Regions from separate parts of the Sus scrofa genome. Here regions 1 and 3 are each linked to region 2. Evidence: chromatin contacts called from public Hi-C and HiChIP or PLAC-seq data. All regions are on one chromosome and are shown on one strand. The core of a region is the stretch at or near the end of the contact, and the rest is flanking DNA. Distances in the headings are between cores, read along the strand shown.

Region 1 (2,893 bases), core at 346-2,845, 43 kb before region 2:
AACCCATGGCGGAGGATCCTCTGCCAAATCTTGCCACGTAAGGATATAGGGCTCTTGATCAGGATGAGAGCCGGGTCCAGTCTGAAAAATGATTGCTTTAACAGCCAGGATAATTTCAGAATTAAAGGTCCCCTCTGATGGCCATCCAACATCGAATGTCGGCCATTCAGAGGCACAGAAAGTCTGCCAAGGTCCCTTCTTAACCTGAACTGACAAATTATGAGCCCTGGATTTAACTTCAGTCCAATGGTCGAGAGTCAAACTAAGGGGGGTCGTCACTGTCTGTCCCATATTAAAACTGTAGACAAGGACGCACAAGACAAAGACACATGAAACAGAAACCAACAGATCCAGACACACGCGACCCGTCCGCGTCTTCCACAAGCAGGCAAAAGAGTCCGACGGCCGCGGAGGGGGAAGTTTTCGCTTCAACAACAGAACTCGGTCCTCTGACCGACAGTAGGAGACCACCAGGCGTCCCTGGCTCTCCCCACCTCCCGGGGCGTCCCCCAGGGCGGCAGCCTGTGATCCTCCTAGCACGTCTGCTGATCACAGTCCTCCAGCTGCAAACCGAAAGCGCGCATCACAGAAAACAGACACTCAGAACAGAGACGCCGGCTGGCACACACGTTCCAAAGGGGATCCCTTTACCTCCAAGTCGGTTCTCGGGTGTGAGGGGTGGTCGCGGGGTATTCCCGGCCAACGCACCAAATGAAAAGGCCAGGAGAAGGAAAATCCCCCTCGTCTGGACTCGGAAGAGGCGACACTGCAAATCACTCACGAGAAGCGGTCTTGTTGCAAACAGCAAGAGGATTTTTATTTCAAGCACGCTGGGGCCCACAGTCGTATGCCAGGCAGGGGTAGAGGACTGCGGCCCCGAGTGCGGACAGCTTTTATGGGGTTCACAACAAAGCTCGCGCATCAAGAGCCCGCGCCTGGAAGACGAATCATTTTAAAGTACGCGTTCTGAGGACCAATCAGGAGGTCTATATTAGCGCGGGCTCGTGGGTGGTGTGTCATTTTGCAGTTGTGCAATCAATATTTGCAAGCAGTTTTACAGAAGCCAGATAAGCGTTTAGTCAACTCAGATCCTGTTACCTTGCTTAGGCCAGCAGTCTCACCCAAGGCCTGTTTCACATCCTCCCACCCAGTTTCATAGAAAAAAACTAGGTGAAAGGACGTAAAACAGGCCCCGATGCAACAACAAGTGTGACGTATTTACTTGGCAGGGATGAGTTTCTGGAATTCAGGGGCATCTAGGGCTTTTTCTTTATTATCTTCTTGGGGTCTTGGGGGTTTTAGGTTGCATTTTCATCCTTTCACTTGCTGTGGAAACAACTCAGGGGGTGGTGCTGGGAGGGAGATGGAGCCTATGAGGAGGAGGTGGTGTGCCTGGGTGCCTGGGAGTGCCCCCTGCCAGGAAAGCAGTGGGAAGGCAGCTCCAGCTGGGCTGGTTTCTTTGCCCCTCCTCCGCCCTGGGGCGTGGGGTGGACTGTGTTTATGGACAAATAGAGACCGCCTGGGGGATGGCTTCCTTCCCGGGGCTCAGCCCCTGTTGTCACTGTACACAGTCAGCCCGGGCACCCCCCCCCCCACCGTGTTTGGTATAAACAGATAAGGGCCTTGCAGAGAGCGGAGGTGGGGCTCTAAAGATGTGGCCTGAACTCACGTTACTCCAACTATCCAGGCCTTCAAAGAGCACGCCCCATGCACACTGGACAGGGCAGCTCCAGGTACCTGGGTCCTGAACATACATTCTTCTGCCAGGAAGCCAGACAAAGGAGAGAGACGGGGATAGGAACATTCCTGCCAATGGGGGCCAAAGAAACCTAAGTCCCCCAAGAGCCTCAGTAAGATCCTGAAGACTTTTTTTTTTTTTTTGCTTTTTAAGTGCACACCTGCAGCATATGGAGGTTCCCAGGCTAGGGGTGAAATCAGAGCTACAGCTGCCAGCCTACACCACAGCCACAGCAACACGGGATCCAAGCTACATCTGTGACCTTTCACCGCAGCTTGCAGCAATGCCGGATCCTTAACCCACTGAGTGAGGCCAGGAATCCAACCCATGTCCTCATGGATGGTAGTTGTGTTTGTTGCTGCTGAGTCACAATGGGAACTCCAAGAGATGCTTTTTTTTTTAACTTATTTTAATTTTAATTTTTTTTTTTTTTTTTTTTTTTTTTTTTTTGCTTTATAGGGCTGCACCTGTGGCATATGGAGGGTCTCAGGCTACGGGTCCAATCAGAGCTACAGCTGCCAGCCTACGCCAGAGCCACAGCAACATGGGATCCGAGCCGTGTCTGTGACCTACACCACAGCTCATAGCAATGCCAGGTCCATAACCCACAGAGCGAGGCCAGGGATAGAACCTGCAACCTCATAGTTCCTGGTCAGATTCGTTTCCGCTGCACCATGGTGGGAACTCCGAGATGCTTTTTTTTTTAATGGATTTTTTTTTCACGTCCAAAATACTCTGTCATTTTCTAGATCATGGCGTAACCTAAGAGCTAACTGCAATACACTTTGGGGTTCCCTAAGCCAAGGAAATTATTATTATTATTATTTTGCTTTTTAGGGCCACACCTGTGGCATATGGAGGTTCCCAGGCTAGGGGTGGAATCAGAGTTACAGCCGCTGGCCAACACCACAGCCACAGCAACGAGGGATCCGAGCTGGGGCTGCAACATACGCTATAACTCACGGCAACGCTGGATCCTTAACCCACTGAGTGAGGCCAGAGATTGAACCTGTAACCTCATGGTTCCTAGTCAGATTGGTTTCAGCTGTACCACGACGGGAACTCCAAGGAAATTATTTTTTACTTGGGAAAATTGCTGAGAAATAATTCAGTATCTTCTCCTCTAACCAGAATGTATTGTGTTGTCTTCTATGC
Region 2 (2,901 bases), core at 242-2,741:
AAACCCTTCATATAGCTATACAACAGAACATCCATTCTAACCGTATTTACTAATATAACACTGGGTAGTTCCATTAACCTCCATTCTCTCATTCTGGCAAATGGCAGGAAGAGAAGAACCCCTGGCATTTCCTATTTCTTTGATTCCTTCCATTTCCTAAGGATGCCCACCCCCCAATGTCCGACTTATGAGCTCTCCTAAATCTGCACATTCAAGTTAACACAATTGTGCCACCTTTCATCCCTCAAGGGTTGAGCAGGTGATAGGGCAAAGAAAGGTCGCAGAACCCAAGAACTCACGGGAGTTGGCGTTGGCGATTTCATTAGTCTCATTGGGGTCCAACCAGACTTTCTTTTTGCCACAGCGGAGGACACTGGAGGCAAGCCTCTTCTGAAGCCTGAGCATACTGTAACAAACAGAAAACACTATCAGGCCCTGGAAACCATTCCTGGGCAAGGAGCATCCCCAGCAAGACCTGCCCTCCAAAGCCTTCTAATGTGAAATATACCACAGGATATGGATGTATGTGCATTTAGTACTAAGGACAAACATGTCTCTCCCGCCCCAGGCTTTTGCCACCCACAATGGCACCTCCAAATTAAAAATCTCCCCTGTATCCAGATTTTTGTTAATGCCTTGGCAACTACCCATCCCATAATGTAGACAAAGCCCAAGCTATATCTTGACGTATTTGCGCCTCAGTTTTCTCCTCTGGAAAATAAGATGAACGGATGAAATTGAAATTTATAGAGGGAGCTAATACTCTGACATGCACCAGTGAAAATGAATTTATTTAACGCGAAGAATCTGAGGCCAGCGGAGCCGATTCGCTAGTCAGTCTTCTGATTCCTGGGCTCGTTTTTCTCATCTTATCACAGTAATATACTAGCCTTAAGGATTTTCTTATGATGGCTCCACCGAATAAAAGGCATCAAAGAACCAGGGATTGCTTCATCCCGGACAGTCGGAGGCTCGAGACCTACGCGAGGCCCCGTCCTACGTCACATGCAAGCAGACATGGGCTCGGAGCCACAGATTGACCCAGCGAGTAAGGAAGCCATAGCCCGGTTCCCGCCACCGCCTCTCTTCTGCCCGCAGGAGTAGCCTCGGACACGTGTGGGGCGCAGGGCTCGCCCTTCCTCCTGCGTAAGAGTGCCCAGGACGCTCTCCCACCCCCATCCTCTCCAGGCCAAGAGCTAGTGTGCTCCGGCCTACCCTAAGCTCCAAGGCCGGCCGCTTCAGGGCCGTCTCCACCTCAACTCTCCCACCAGGGGCTGAGGTATCGAGCCGTCGAGTGCCCTGGCAGCCGGAATCAACCAAAATCGGAGACCCTGGAGCCCTTACCTCATGGCTGCTGCCGCAGCGGCGAAAGGAAAGAACTTGCTCTCGCCAGGCTCCTCCCATTATCTGTGCAGGGGAGAGCTCATCCCTGGCTCCGCTTTCGCCCGTATTCCCCTCCAGTCTTTTCATCTTCTGCCACCATAAACGTACTTATATCTTCTGTAAAGATCCGGGATACTCGAAGCCTAATATCAGAAATCGGTTTTAAACTTAAAAACATAGAAAATATACCCCTTCGGCATGGCAAAGTGGTATAGTCCGACTTCCTATTAGGCATGCGTGGCAAGGGTGTCTGGTCACGTGGATGGCGGAAGCCGGAAGTCAGCTGGGTTGCGCAGGCGGGTTGAGGGAATTTTGCTAGAGTGGCCCGTTTCTCGCAGTCGCGTTGGGTTCTTTGGGTGTTTTATTGGCGCGGGGCGGGTGTGGAAGGTGAAGCAAGAGGGAATAATGAGGGCGGATTTCAGACAAAAGCAGCCCTGTATTCACTCTCTTAATTATTGGGAGACCCTGGAGGTCAGAATAAACCACCAAAGATACTAGCTGATGTTTTTGCACCCCTATGGTCCTTGATCTCTTAGTGCCTCAGTTTCCTTCTCCGTATAGTGTACGTGATATATCCGTTGTTCAGTTGTGAAAATCGCATGAGTTAACGTTTGCAGCTTGCGAAGGCAGGCATTAAGACCAGCTCCTCTTTAAAAATAAATAAGTAAAAAGGCATGCTCCTTATGACAGGAACCAGTCTTTTGTTTGGCTCATACTGTATGCCGGCAGCCATGGAGCTTTGCACATAGTAAGCACTTGAGAAATAAGGAGCGAATGAATAGCTGTGAAAGTCTTAAACCTGGTTGCTAGAACCTCTCATAGTTCTTTCCTCTTGCTCTGGAGTTCCCAATGCAAAAACCTAAGGAAGTGCAACTAGAGATTATCGTACTAAGTCAGAAAGACAAAAACCTTATAATATCACTCATATGTGGAATCTAAAATATGGCACAAATGGGAGATCCCCATTGTGGCTCAGTATCCATGGGGACGCTGGTTAGATCCCTGGCCTCACTCAGTGGGTTAGGGATACAGTGTTGCCGAGAGCTGTGGTGTAGGTCCCAGTCCGCGCTCAGATCTGGTGTTGCTGTAGCTGTGATGTAGACTGGTGGCAGCTGCAGCTCAGATTCCACCGGAGCCTGGGAATCTCCACATGCCACAGGTAGAGACCATAAAAAAAGCAAAATAAATAAATAAAATATAGTGCAAATGAATCTATCTACAAAACAGAGACTCACAGAAAACAGACTTGTGGTTGCCACGGGGCGGGGGGTGGGGGGAATGGACTAGGAGTTTGGAATTAGTAGATGCAAACCATGGCATTTAGAATGGATAAACAAGGCGTTTCCGTCTTGGCTCAGAAGAAACGAATCTGACTAGTATCCATGAGGATGCAGGTTCCATCCCTAGACTCGCTCAGTGGGTTAAGGATCCATCTGGCATTACTGTGAACTGCGGATCAGATCTTGCATTGCTGAGGCTGTGGTGTAGGCCCCCCGCTTCAATTCTGATTGGATCCCT
Region 3 (3,134 bases), core at 462-2,961, 39 kb after region 2:
GAAACGCGGATTCTCGGCCTCAGCTCAACTATTGAGCGTGGGGGTGGCGCCTAGAAACCTGTGTTTTAATAAGCCCTCCAGGTGATTCTGATGTACACTCAAGTTCTGGAAGTTTACACTTTTAAACATTTGATGCGTCATTTTCTCCTAATTATTTGCAAGCTGCTGTTTCAGACTGAGTCCTCATAAGAGACCTTTTAAAACAGACCGCGGGGCACCCGGTACGAAGAGATCAGTGCCGGAGCCGGAATTCCATCCTGGGACCTCTCACCTTGACCCCTAGGAGTAGGAGCGAAGATCTGTAAAACTGCCTGCCTGGCATCGGACCTCGTGGGCAGGGTCGGGGCAGGGCTGGAAAAGTGAGGAAAACCGCAAAACACGCGCGTTGCGGCTCGTCACGCGGCCACTAGAGGGCAGCAAGAAGCCACAGCTGGGGGCAGCAGCCTTTTTGAACCTGTGTCTGCAAAATCTCAATTTAAATTAGACAACAAGAAGAACTTACAGACAGACCTCGTGTTGTCCCATTGTGAATGCATAAGGGCTTAGGGCTGGAGGAGGTCGCTTCTGGGACCCTGGGTCCTGAGGAAGGAGGAACTGGCATTCTGAACTTTTAGGGAGTCTAGTTCTCGTTTCCTTCTCTGGTCCCCTCTTTGTCTCAATGCCAGGCAACCCGCCTCTTCCAGCCCACGCTGTTCCTCCTCCAGACCCCGGGCACACCCTTTTCCTGGGGGAATTCCCTCAATGGCGCTCACCTCTGCGTTGTCCAGTCCCTGGGCCCCAGCCTCATATATGTCAGGGTGCCCCCCTCACCGCTCACTCTCTCACCATCCAGCGCCTGAGTTCCATGCCATCGCCCGAAGTAGGTCGGGGAGCGAACAGGTACCTCCGTGTCCTGACCTGATTCCCTGCTGTCTATTAAATCTCCTAAGTTGTGGGTATTTTTATTCTGCTCTGGAAGGGAAAAAAAAAAAAAAAAGTGATCTATCCCTAGAGCCTGTTATAAGTGGTGGCAGTTGGAGTGAGACGTTTCCTTGCTCTGGGGCAGGCTTTGGAGAGTGACTGTGTTGGGCCGTAAGGAGGCCTGGGGTCCCTGAGAGGAGGGTGGCTTCGGTCCCCTTCTGGGTGTGGGGAGAAGTCCAGGTTATTTCAAAGTAGGGATGAGCCAGGCCCCGTCCATCCCCGTGTCTGCTGGCCTGGGGGACCAGAGGTTGCTGGCAGTGGGAGATGGGGGGTGGGGGTGGCGGATAAAGTGGAGAGGAGCCATGGGAGGGCGTGGACTCCAGGCCTCTGCAGCAAGGGGAGATTCCTGGGGCGGGGATGGGTATCTCCGAGGAACAGCCCAGAAAGTCGGGAAATCTGGTAGAGCTGGGTCGGGGGTGGATGATAGCAGCCCGTGGTCCGAGGAAGGGGCGCGCGGGTTCCTTCCTCGGATTTGGCCCCCTCCAACCTTTGCTTTGCCGCCCGCTCCCCGAGGAGTGGAGGAGGGGAAGGGAGGCAGGAGCTAAGGTGCAGTGTGGGGGCGACCGATGCTCTTTGCGGGGGGTTCTCCCAGCCCAGGGGGCTCCCGCCCGGTCCCCCTCCTCCTCCCTCCGCACCTCCCCACCCCCGCCTCGGGTGCAGCGGCAGGAGCTCTCGGGGCGCGCTGGGCAGAGCTGGGAGGACCCGGGGCGACCGGGCGAGCTCCGGAGGCGCCCCGCCCCCGCCCCGCCCCCTCCCGGGTCCCGGCCCCGCGAGGCTGCTGCGCCCGCTCTCCGCCCGCTGGCTGGCGCTCGGCGGCTCTCGCTGCTCGCGGGCCCCGCGATCCGCCGCCGCTCCGCCACCCACCCCTCCGCCTGCCAGCCCCGGGGACCGCGCTCCCTAGCCCGGGCCGGGGGCAGCTGCGGGCCGGGGGCGGGTCCTGGCCCCCACCATGCGGGCCGAGCTCTGGCTCCTCGTGCTGGTGTTCAGGGAGGCTGCCCGGGCGCTGAGCCCCCCGCCTGGAGCAGGTAGGACTGGCCGGAGTTGGCCCGGGTGGGCCAGGGGGTCGGGGGCGCTGGCAGGCAGGCAGGCGGGGGCATGGGCAAGACCGGGCAGGCTGGCGATGTCCGGGACGCGGGGGATAGTGTCTGCGGGAGGCGAAGAGCCCTGTGGACTGTGGCAGGTGGACAGGGACCCCACTTTCCTAAACACACGGGGTGTATGTATGAGTGAGGGTGGAGGCGCCAGACACTGATGCCCCGATCTCTCCTTCCCTCCTGGAGGGACCCCAGGAGCGGGGGAGCCATAAGGCAGTGAGTGGGCTCTGGCTCCAAAGGGGACAGCGGGAGAGTCCTAGGGACCCCCGGTCACACCGGGTGAGGCTGAATTCTGATGAGTTATGGAGTCTGGGGGTGCCTCCTGCCCCAGTTTTGCCTCCTTTTCCTCTTCCCTGCCCCCACTCGCCGGCTGACCCAGGCTGGGGGCTGGGTGGGAGCAGCCAGAGGGATGGAGGAGACCCAGCATCTCTCCTCCAACAAGGGCAGCAGGAGCCTAATGCCTTCCTCTCTCTGGTACTTGGAGAGCAGCCCTGGGCCCAGAAAGAAGCAAGTTGCTTCTTTCCCATCCCCTGGCCTCCAGGGTCCTCCTGTCACTCCTGCTTTGCTCTGCCCTGGTGGCTCTTGGCCTTTAGCTACCCTGGCTCTAACCTGGGGTTGAGGGTGAGCAATCCTATCTTGCACACTCCCTCTTCTCCACCGCAGTTCACTGCAATCATCGCTCCCACTTGGAAGTCCTTTCTGAGCTCTGCCTTGAATCTCTCCAGTTATAAAAGGAGAACTGTTTTTTTAACAAATAATTTTACATTCTCTTCTTTTCTCCTCATGCACCCAGACCTTCTTTGGGGCTGGGGAGGTGGGTTATTGGGGAGCCCCTTGGCATAGATATTCCTGGAATGGGATGCAGGAGGTGAAGGGCTTGGCAAGGGGGTTGCTGGGGTTGGGCTATTGTGTCTCGGGTGTGCTGGCATCAGACACAGTGTCAGTGACAGAGTGCTTAACTTTAAAAATCCCTGAAGGTAGTTGAGACACGCCTGGGTCCCTGTTGAGAGGGAGGGTGTGGGTAGAGGGCAGTGGAAGCTGATGAGGCTGCTGGTGCAGAGCCACCAGTTTTCAGAGACC

What was found. A called contact is a pair of places that touch in the nucleus more often than the background predicts. HiChIP or PLAC-seq counts read pairs in DNA pulled down with a chosen protein or histone mark.
Region 1: a contact with region 2 is called in an H3K27ac HiChIP or PLAC-seq map of alveolar macrophages, with 4 times the contacts expected there. The contact joins the promoter of LOC100517731 here to the promoter of RPL19 in region 2. A contact is called at or near these places in 2 of 5 promoter capture datasets (fetal liver and liver), 27 of 47 Hi-C or Micro-C datasets (adipose tissue, alveolar macrophages, blood and 15 more) and 2 of 2 datasets of contacts at active chromatin or transcription factors (alveolar macrophages and skeletal muscle).
Region 3: a contact with region 2 is called in a Hi-C map of skeletal muscle, with 2.2 times the contacts expected there. The contact joins the promoter of PLXDC1 here to the promoter of RPL19 in region 2. A contact is called at or near these places in 3 of 47 Hi-C or Micro-C datasets (embryonic fibroblasts and skeletal muscle) and 2 of 2 datasets of contacts at active chromatin or transcription factors (alveolar macrophages and skeletal muscle).

The regions. Positions count from the first base shown.
Region 1 is chr12:22,989,899-22,992,791 of Sscrofa11.1, forward strand. It overlaps LOC100517731 (transcription factor CP2-like protein 1), which reads right to left and starts at 1,596. Exons shown (of 16, transcript XM_013979827.2): 1 at 782-1,596.
Region 2 is chr12:23,032,846-23,035,746 of Sscrofa11.1, forward strand. It overlaps RPL19 (60S ribosomal protein L19), which reads right to left and starts at 1,492. Exons shown (of 6, transcript XM_003131509.5): 1 at 1,345-1,492; 2 at 300-406. The coding sequence starts at 1,349.
Region 3 is chr12:23,071,581-23,074,714 of Sscrofa11.1, forward strand. It overlaps PLXDC1 (plexin domain-containing protein 1), which reads left to right and starts at 1,712. Exons shown (of 14, transcript XM_021067058.1): 1 at 1,712-1,985. The coding sequence starts at 1,910.